Linked DNA regions of Oryctolagus cuniculus: region 1 is linked to region 2. A link is a contact called in public Hi-C data. All regions are on one chromosome and are shown on one strand. Each heading gives the region's core, a stretch centred on a gene start, on an enhancer-like site or on the middle of the called end of the contact. The rest is flanking DNA. Distances are from core to core; before and after follow the strand shown. Region 1 overlaps CNST (consortin, connexin sorting protein). Region 2 holds the start of CNST (consortin, connexin sorting protein).

Region 1 (3,024 bases), core at 484-2,983, 56 kb before region 2:
CAGCAATGTAATTTGCAATTAGCTTTCTGGTTTCTGTGGCAGTTCTAATACTACAAAGCAATTTTATAGTCATGGTACCCAATGCCTTAAAAGTAAATGGCATTTCCAGGAGAAAGGAAAGCTTGAAAAATAAGTTTACAGAGTACCTCCTTATAAAAATGCTCCCCTAGTAAGTTTACCAAGACAAGGGATGGAGCTGGCAATTAACAAAAGAGAAGACTGTGAAAGAGGTAGACTTGGGAGAAAAATCTAAATTCAGTTTCAGAGATTTAATTTGAAACGCCCATTAGAAATCTCAGGCAGCTGTGAAGTCTGGACGATGTTCAGGAAAGGAAGAGTACAACACCTACAAGACTAGATGGAATCATCCAGTAAGTACAGAATTAGAATAGGGTCAAGAACTGAACCCTGAAGTACTTTAGTGTTTAAAAATGAGTAGGGTATGGGAATTCAGCAAATGAGCATTAAGGAGGCAGGGTCAGTGAGGTAGGTGGTAAAAGCCAAGGATGAGCAATCCCTAAAGATAAATAAAGAAAATGCTTCAAAATAGAATATATGGAACAGGGTTTGGAACAGCAGTTAAGATAACACTTGAGATGCCTACACCCCACATGGGCTCCTGGTTCAAGTCCCAGGTCCATTTCAATTCAAGTTTCCTGCTAATGTGCACCCTGAGAAGGAGAAGCAGTTAAGTGGTGGCTCAGATGGTTGGATCCCTGCCATTCACATGGGAACCTGGATTGTGTTCCTAGCTCCCAGGCATTTGGGGACTGAACCAGTGGAGGTGGTTCGCTCCCTGTCCCTGTCTCTTCTGTCTCTGTTCCTGTCCACCTCCCTTCAAAAATTGGACTCTGATCAACTTATCAAAGCTCCTAACACTTCAATAAGATGAGGACTGAGTACCAGATTTGACAGCATGGGTACCAGTGCCCATCATGATGCAATGTTGCTGGAATTGTGGGGACAGGCACCACTGGAAAATGAGTCCAAGAGAGAACTGGACACGGCATGTTCAACAGAATTCTGACCCAAAATGTTTTACCCTAAATCAAATCATGAAGAAACAATCAGACAGTGTCTAATTGTGGGATATTCTACAATATTCTTTTGATAATTCTCTACAATTATTCTCTTGATAAGTATCAATGTTTAAAAAGTCCAAAAAAGAAAAAGAAAGACTGTTCTGTTCTAATTTCTTGGGATTGATAACATCCTTGTGGATTACGTAAGGTAATATCTTTGGTCTTGGAAGATAGCTGTAAGAACCTAGGGGTAAAGCAATGTAATGTTTGCAAATTATTTTAAAGTGTTTCAGCAGAAAAAGTGAGTAATGTCACCCAGCGTGGATTCTAGGTGAAAAGGCACAGTATGGTGTGCTGGGAAGTCAACTGAACTTCCGCCCCTCCCTAATTTGTGTCCCCTGGGAGATGACAGGATATTCCGCATTCTGTGGCTGAGGAGGCAGCCATTAGCTGACTGCTGTTCCCTGATGTCTCAGTTTCCTGAGGACTTCAGCATATCTTTGCTAACTCCACCCTTGTTTTCAACAAGTAATCTTAGAATTAGTGACAGTAAGGGTGTAGTTATAAGAATTAATGCTTATTTGGCTTTTATTGTGTATCAAACATTTTGTTAAGTGCTTTTACATGCAATAATTCATTTAATTGTCTAAAGCCTTACAGAAGAAGAAACTGAAAGCCACTTGGCTTTTTAGTGGTGGAGCCAAAGCCCATGGCTTTGAACCACCACTATATTCTCTAAGCTCCTTTTCCAAAGAGGATAGAGCACTGAGATATTTAGGAATCATAATCCACCAGATTCAGCAAACCAATATGTTCCTGGGAGTAGGAGTAGATTTTATTTTGGGACATAAAAAATTAAATAATCTTCAGATATGATTATCATCTTCCTGCTTAAAAATGTGATTTTCTAGTAGATTTGCTTCTGCTATAGGCTTACCTGCCAGTAGGAAAGACTATTCCAGCTCAGTGATAGAAATGCCTTCCAAAGATTTGTCTACACTTTCTATTTCCAAATGTTCTTTTTTTAAAAAAGATTTATTTTATTTATTTGAAAGACAGAGTTACAGAGAGAGGTAGAGCCAGAGAGAGAGAGAGAGCTCTTCCATCTGCTGGTTCACTCCCCAAATGACCGCAATGGCCAGAACTGAGCTGATCCAAGGCCAGGAGCCAGGAGCATCTTCTGGGTCTCCCACATGGGTGCAGGGGCCCAAGGACTTGGGCCTTCTTCTACTGCTTTCACAGGCCACAGTAGAGAACTGGATCAGAAGTGGAACAGCCAGGACTCAAGCCAGTGCCCATATGGGATGCTGGCACTGTAGGCTGGGGCCTTAACCTGCTGCGCTACAGTGCTGGCCCCTGTTCTTTCTTTTGAATTTAAATTTTTTGAGCGTGGGCATTGTGGTGCAGTGGGTTAAACTGCCTCTTAGAATTGCCTACATCCAATACTGGAGTGCTGGGGATTGAGTCCCACCTTTGCTTTCAAACCAGCTTCCTGCCAATGGACCTGAAGGCAGGAGATGTTGCTGAAGTACTTGGGTTCCTACCATACACGTAGGAGACCTTGATGGAGTTGAAGACTCCTGGCTTCAGCATGGCCCAACACTGGTTGTTGCGGCATTTGTGGAGTAAACCAGTGGATAGAGGATCTCTCTCTGTCACTCAGATTAAACAAACAAACAAACAAACAAACAAAACAAAACAAAACAAAAACCTTAAAATTTTAACTTGGGGGCAGAGGGAAAAAGAGAGTGAGCTCCCATTTGCTGGTCTACTCCCCCAACCCCTAAAACGCCTGCAAGGGCCTAGGGCAAAGACCGGAGCCACACTTTGCACAAGAGTGATAGGAGGCTGGCGCCGCGGCTCACTAGGCTAATCCTCCACCTAGCGGCGCCGGCACACCAGGTTCTAGTCCCGGTCAGGGCACCGGATTCTGTCCCGGTTGCCCCTCTTCCAGGCCAGCTCTCTGCTGTGGCCCGGGAGTGCAGTGGAGGATGGCCCAAGT
Region 2 (3,255 bases), core at 598-3,097:
CACCTTCAACCACAAACCAGTAAACACTGACACTATAAAAAGGGAAATAATTACTACAACCAAATTCTTTTCCAAAACCAAAGGAAAATGTCAGCACTCAAAAGCAAAATTAAAAAACTAACTTGGTTCCTCCAGGAGTAAACTAACTTTGGTCCACAGACTTATGAAATAAGAAAGTGCATTTTAAAACAAGCATTTAAAACAATTTTTAAAGGGAAAAACCCTTTAAAATGACACATTTCTGTGAGGGAACCATGTCCTTCCTCTACTTGAAAACATCATTCTGCTGTATTTGATTTTAAAACGTTAGGCATCCAAGGCTCTCAGGGTAAAATTCAGTGCATTTCTGAATATATGAAAATTTTTTTAAGGCTAGACGGCAAGACAGTTCAGCAAAGGGTAGCGGGAGCTTTCTCAGGTGTTTAGAGAATGTCAAAGTCACCTGGAGAAAACAGTCAATGAGAAAACTGCACAAAACAAGAATGGAAGAAAACTAAGATCAATGAGTCCCCAGGGCTTCCACAACAGCTGATTAGCTCGTTTCCTCGGTGTCTCAACACATTCATAATCCAAACTAGGCGGTGCTAGGCAGTCAATTCCTTAGCTGAACTCCATCAGCGGCATACAATCTTCAGCCTATTTGCTTGGTGACACATTCCTTAGAAACCCTTCCCTGTGCATTAAAATGCCAAGCTCAATCATGCTGCGAGTACAGTAAGCAAAAAGGATTGCACGTATTTAAAGCAGGAAGCTGATTGGCTGTTTTGGTGGCAAAGATAATGGCTAAAGCTTCAAACACTGAAATCACTTTCAAAGAATCAGGTCTTCTAACATTGCCCAATAGGTTAAACGACTGCCAAAATTTCCATTAAAGCACCCTATTTTTAGTGTCTTTGAAACTGGTCTTTAGAATCGCATTCCACGGTACTTGTGCTTGATTTAAGTTTATACGGGGACAAACACAAGCATCCTGAACTCTTCATCTCTTCAAGCTTAGAAGGGTATTTTTTTTTTTAAGTCTTAATTTTTCATCTTGAATTTTAGTCTTTCAAACACTCAAATTAAAGACGAAAAATTAAGTAAAACACTGGCCCACAGGGAGAAACCGAAGGAAGACGCGAGGCGGTTCCTGACAACCAAAGTGATGGCGGGGGCGAGGGAACCAGGTATGGGGAGAAAATAAAAAGCATCCACAAGGGTGGAGGCAGCGCGCTGTGGGCAAGAGGACGGAGAGGACGAGAAGCAAGGTGGAAGCCGCAAGCGGCTCCGCGGGCAGGGCCAGGAGCGCCTTCTGCAGCCAAGTCCCCCAGGGAGGAGGGAACCCGGCGCGCCGCGCGCGAGGGGGAGACCCACAGCCACTGAGGAGAGCAAAACAGGCGAGCGGAGAGGGGGCGGAGGTGAGGGCAGAAGCGGCGCTGCTGGACCGGCACCGCTCAGGGGGAGGAGCGAGGGGCTTCCGAAAGGCTTTCCAAGCCGGCCGCGAGCCCGCGGGTCCCCCGCATCCCGCTCGACCTCTCCTCACCTGGGAATCGGAGGCGGCCCGAGGGTTACCGCTGGCCGCCGGGTCTGCTTCCAGCCCCTTTCGCGGACATGGCGGCCGCCGAGCTGTCACTTAGCTTGCTCAGGTCTCCCGCGGCTCCGCCGGAGGAGACACCTCTTGCCTTTCCGCCCCGCCTCCCTCTGCGCACCCCTCGGGGCTGGCCGGCAGGCGGCTGGCGGCCCGCGACCGCGGAGCATAGAGCGCGAGCGGCTAGAGAGGAAGTGCAGAGGGCGGGCAACCATAGAGTACGAGTCCGGACACACCCAGATGGTCGGTCTCACTCCTCATCGGTCCACTCACAGCTCTCGGGAGGCGAAGCCGGGGAGGAAACGGAAGTGAGGTAGGCAAGTGGGCTGGACCAGTCGTTCGCGTGCGCAGTTGCTGGTGTTTACTTCCGCCAGGCCTGGTCTGCAGCGCGGAGATGTTGCACGTGGGATGCCCTTCATGGGGTTCACCGGAATAGCGACCCTGGGTCATGTGAGAGGGCACCTTGGAGGTGACGATGTGGGTCCCAGCGACGGGACTTCCTTTGCGGTTGGCGCCCTTAGCCCTGGCGGGCGCGGGTCGCTTTTGCATTTTGAGGACCCGAGCGACAACGCGTGGAGACCCGCCTCGCCGTGGCTTGTCTGATTCATCCCCGCAGCTGTTGCCCTATCCTGACTTCGGGGAATCGCCTCCCTGGGTATGCAAGCACCGCTTGGACCCTAAGCGTTACGTAAGCAGTCGGGGATTGGCTGAGACCTTGGTGCAGATCCTGCGGGGGAGTCAAAAAGACCCTCGCTCTCTCTTCTTAGAGTGCAATCCAGGTGAGTCTAGCTGAATTGCATTTTCTTGAATGTTCGTCACTTAGGCAGACTTTTATAGACCGCAGGTAGGGTGCTATTGACACTTCCGTTTTCTTGAAGAAGCTTAGTTGTTGTCCACGAATGAGACATATTCTTAGATTTTGCTCTCCTCGCACATAGTTAAAAGTGCCACCCCCCCCCCCAAGAATTTTATCCTGTCCTGTGCATCTCCCGTAGACTATAGCAGGATGCTGAGAACACAAGATTTATAGATTTATAATTCTTTTTTTTTTTTTTAATAATCGTTTATTTGAAAGGCAAAGAGACCGAGAGCTTCTATCCACTCTTTCACTCCCCAAATGGCCACAGTGGCCAGGGCTGGGCAAGGCCGAAATCAGAAGCTTTTTCAAGGTCTCCCATGTGGATGTAGGGGCTCAAGTAAATGGGCCATTTTATGCTGCTTTCCCAGGCTCATTAGCAGGAAGCTGGATCAGAAGGGGAGCAGCCAAGACAGCCTGTGCCGGTATGGGATGCCTTCCCTGCAGGCAACCCACTATGCCACAGCACTGGCCTCTGAATAATAATTGTTAAAACACCCTTTCCTACCTTGAAGAGTCAGTTTTATTTATGCTTGATTTGATCTCGATGATCATGAATGAGTAAGTGTGGTAGGCTCCAGGCACTCCTTTTTGTTGCTTTTTTCTTCTAAGAGGTGATGAAACATTGTAATTAAGAGTGCAAGTTGCAGTCACTGACAGAATGGATTCGAAACCAAACTGCATACTTACCTGTTGGAATGTTGCAGTCAAGTGATTAAAATAGAGTAATACCTCATTTGGGAGTGTAGTGGGAATGAAAATTAGATAATACATGTATAATACCTAATAAACTTCTGATATTGAGAAAGATTATATTGTTACTTTTGCATCT

What was found. Hi-C and Micro-C count contacts between places; a contact is called where the count stands out from the background.
Region 1: a Hi-C map of an unstated tissue shows a contact between it and region 2, with 2.2 times the contacts expected there. The contact joins the enhancer-like site here to the promoter of CNST in region 2. A contact is called at or near these places in 3 of 6 Hi-C or Micro-C datasets (liver, skin fibroblasts and an unstated tissue).

What each region holds. Positions count from the first base shown.
Region 1 is chr13:66,563,245-66,566,268 of mOryCun1.1, reverse strand. All of the region lies in intron 3 of CNST (consortin, connexin sorting protein), which reads right to left. Among named protein-coding and RNA genes, the nearest start is that of CNST, 56 kb to the right of the region's middle. Within about 2 kb of position 1,733, at least 1 of the 8 cell types and tissues checked has an H3K27ac peak or open chromatin away from gene starts, as enhancers often do.
Region 2 is chr13:66,507,541-66,510,795 of mOryCun1.1, reverse strand. It overlaps CNST (consortin, connexin sorting protein), which reads right to left and starts at 1,847. Exons shown (of 11, transcript XM_051820807.2): 1 at 1,523-1,847. TFB2M (transcription factor B2, mitochondrial) reads left to right here and starts at 1,855. Exons shown (of 8, transcript XM_002717631.5): 1 at 1,855-2,346. The coding sequence starts at 2,043.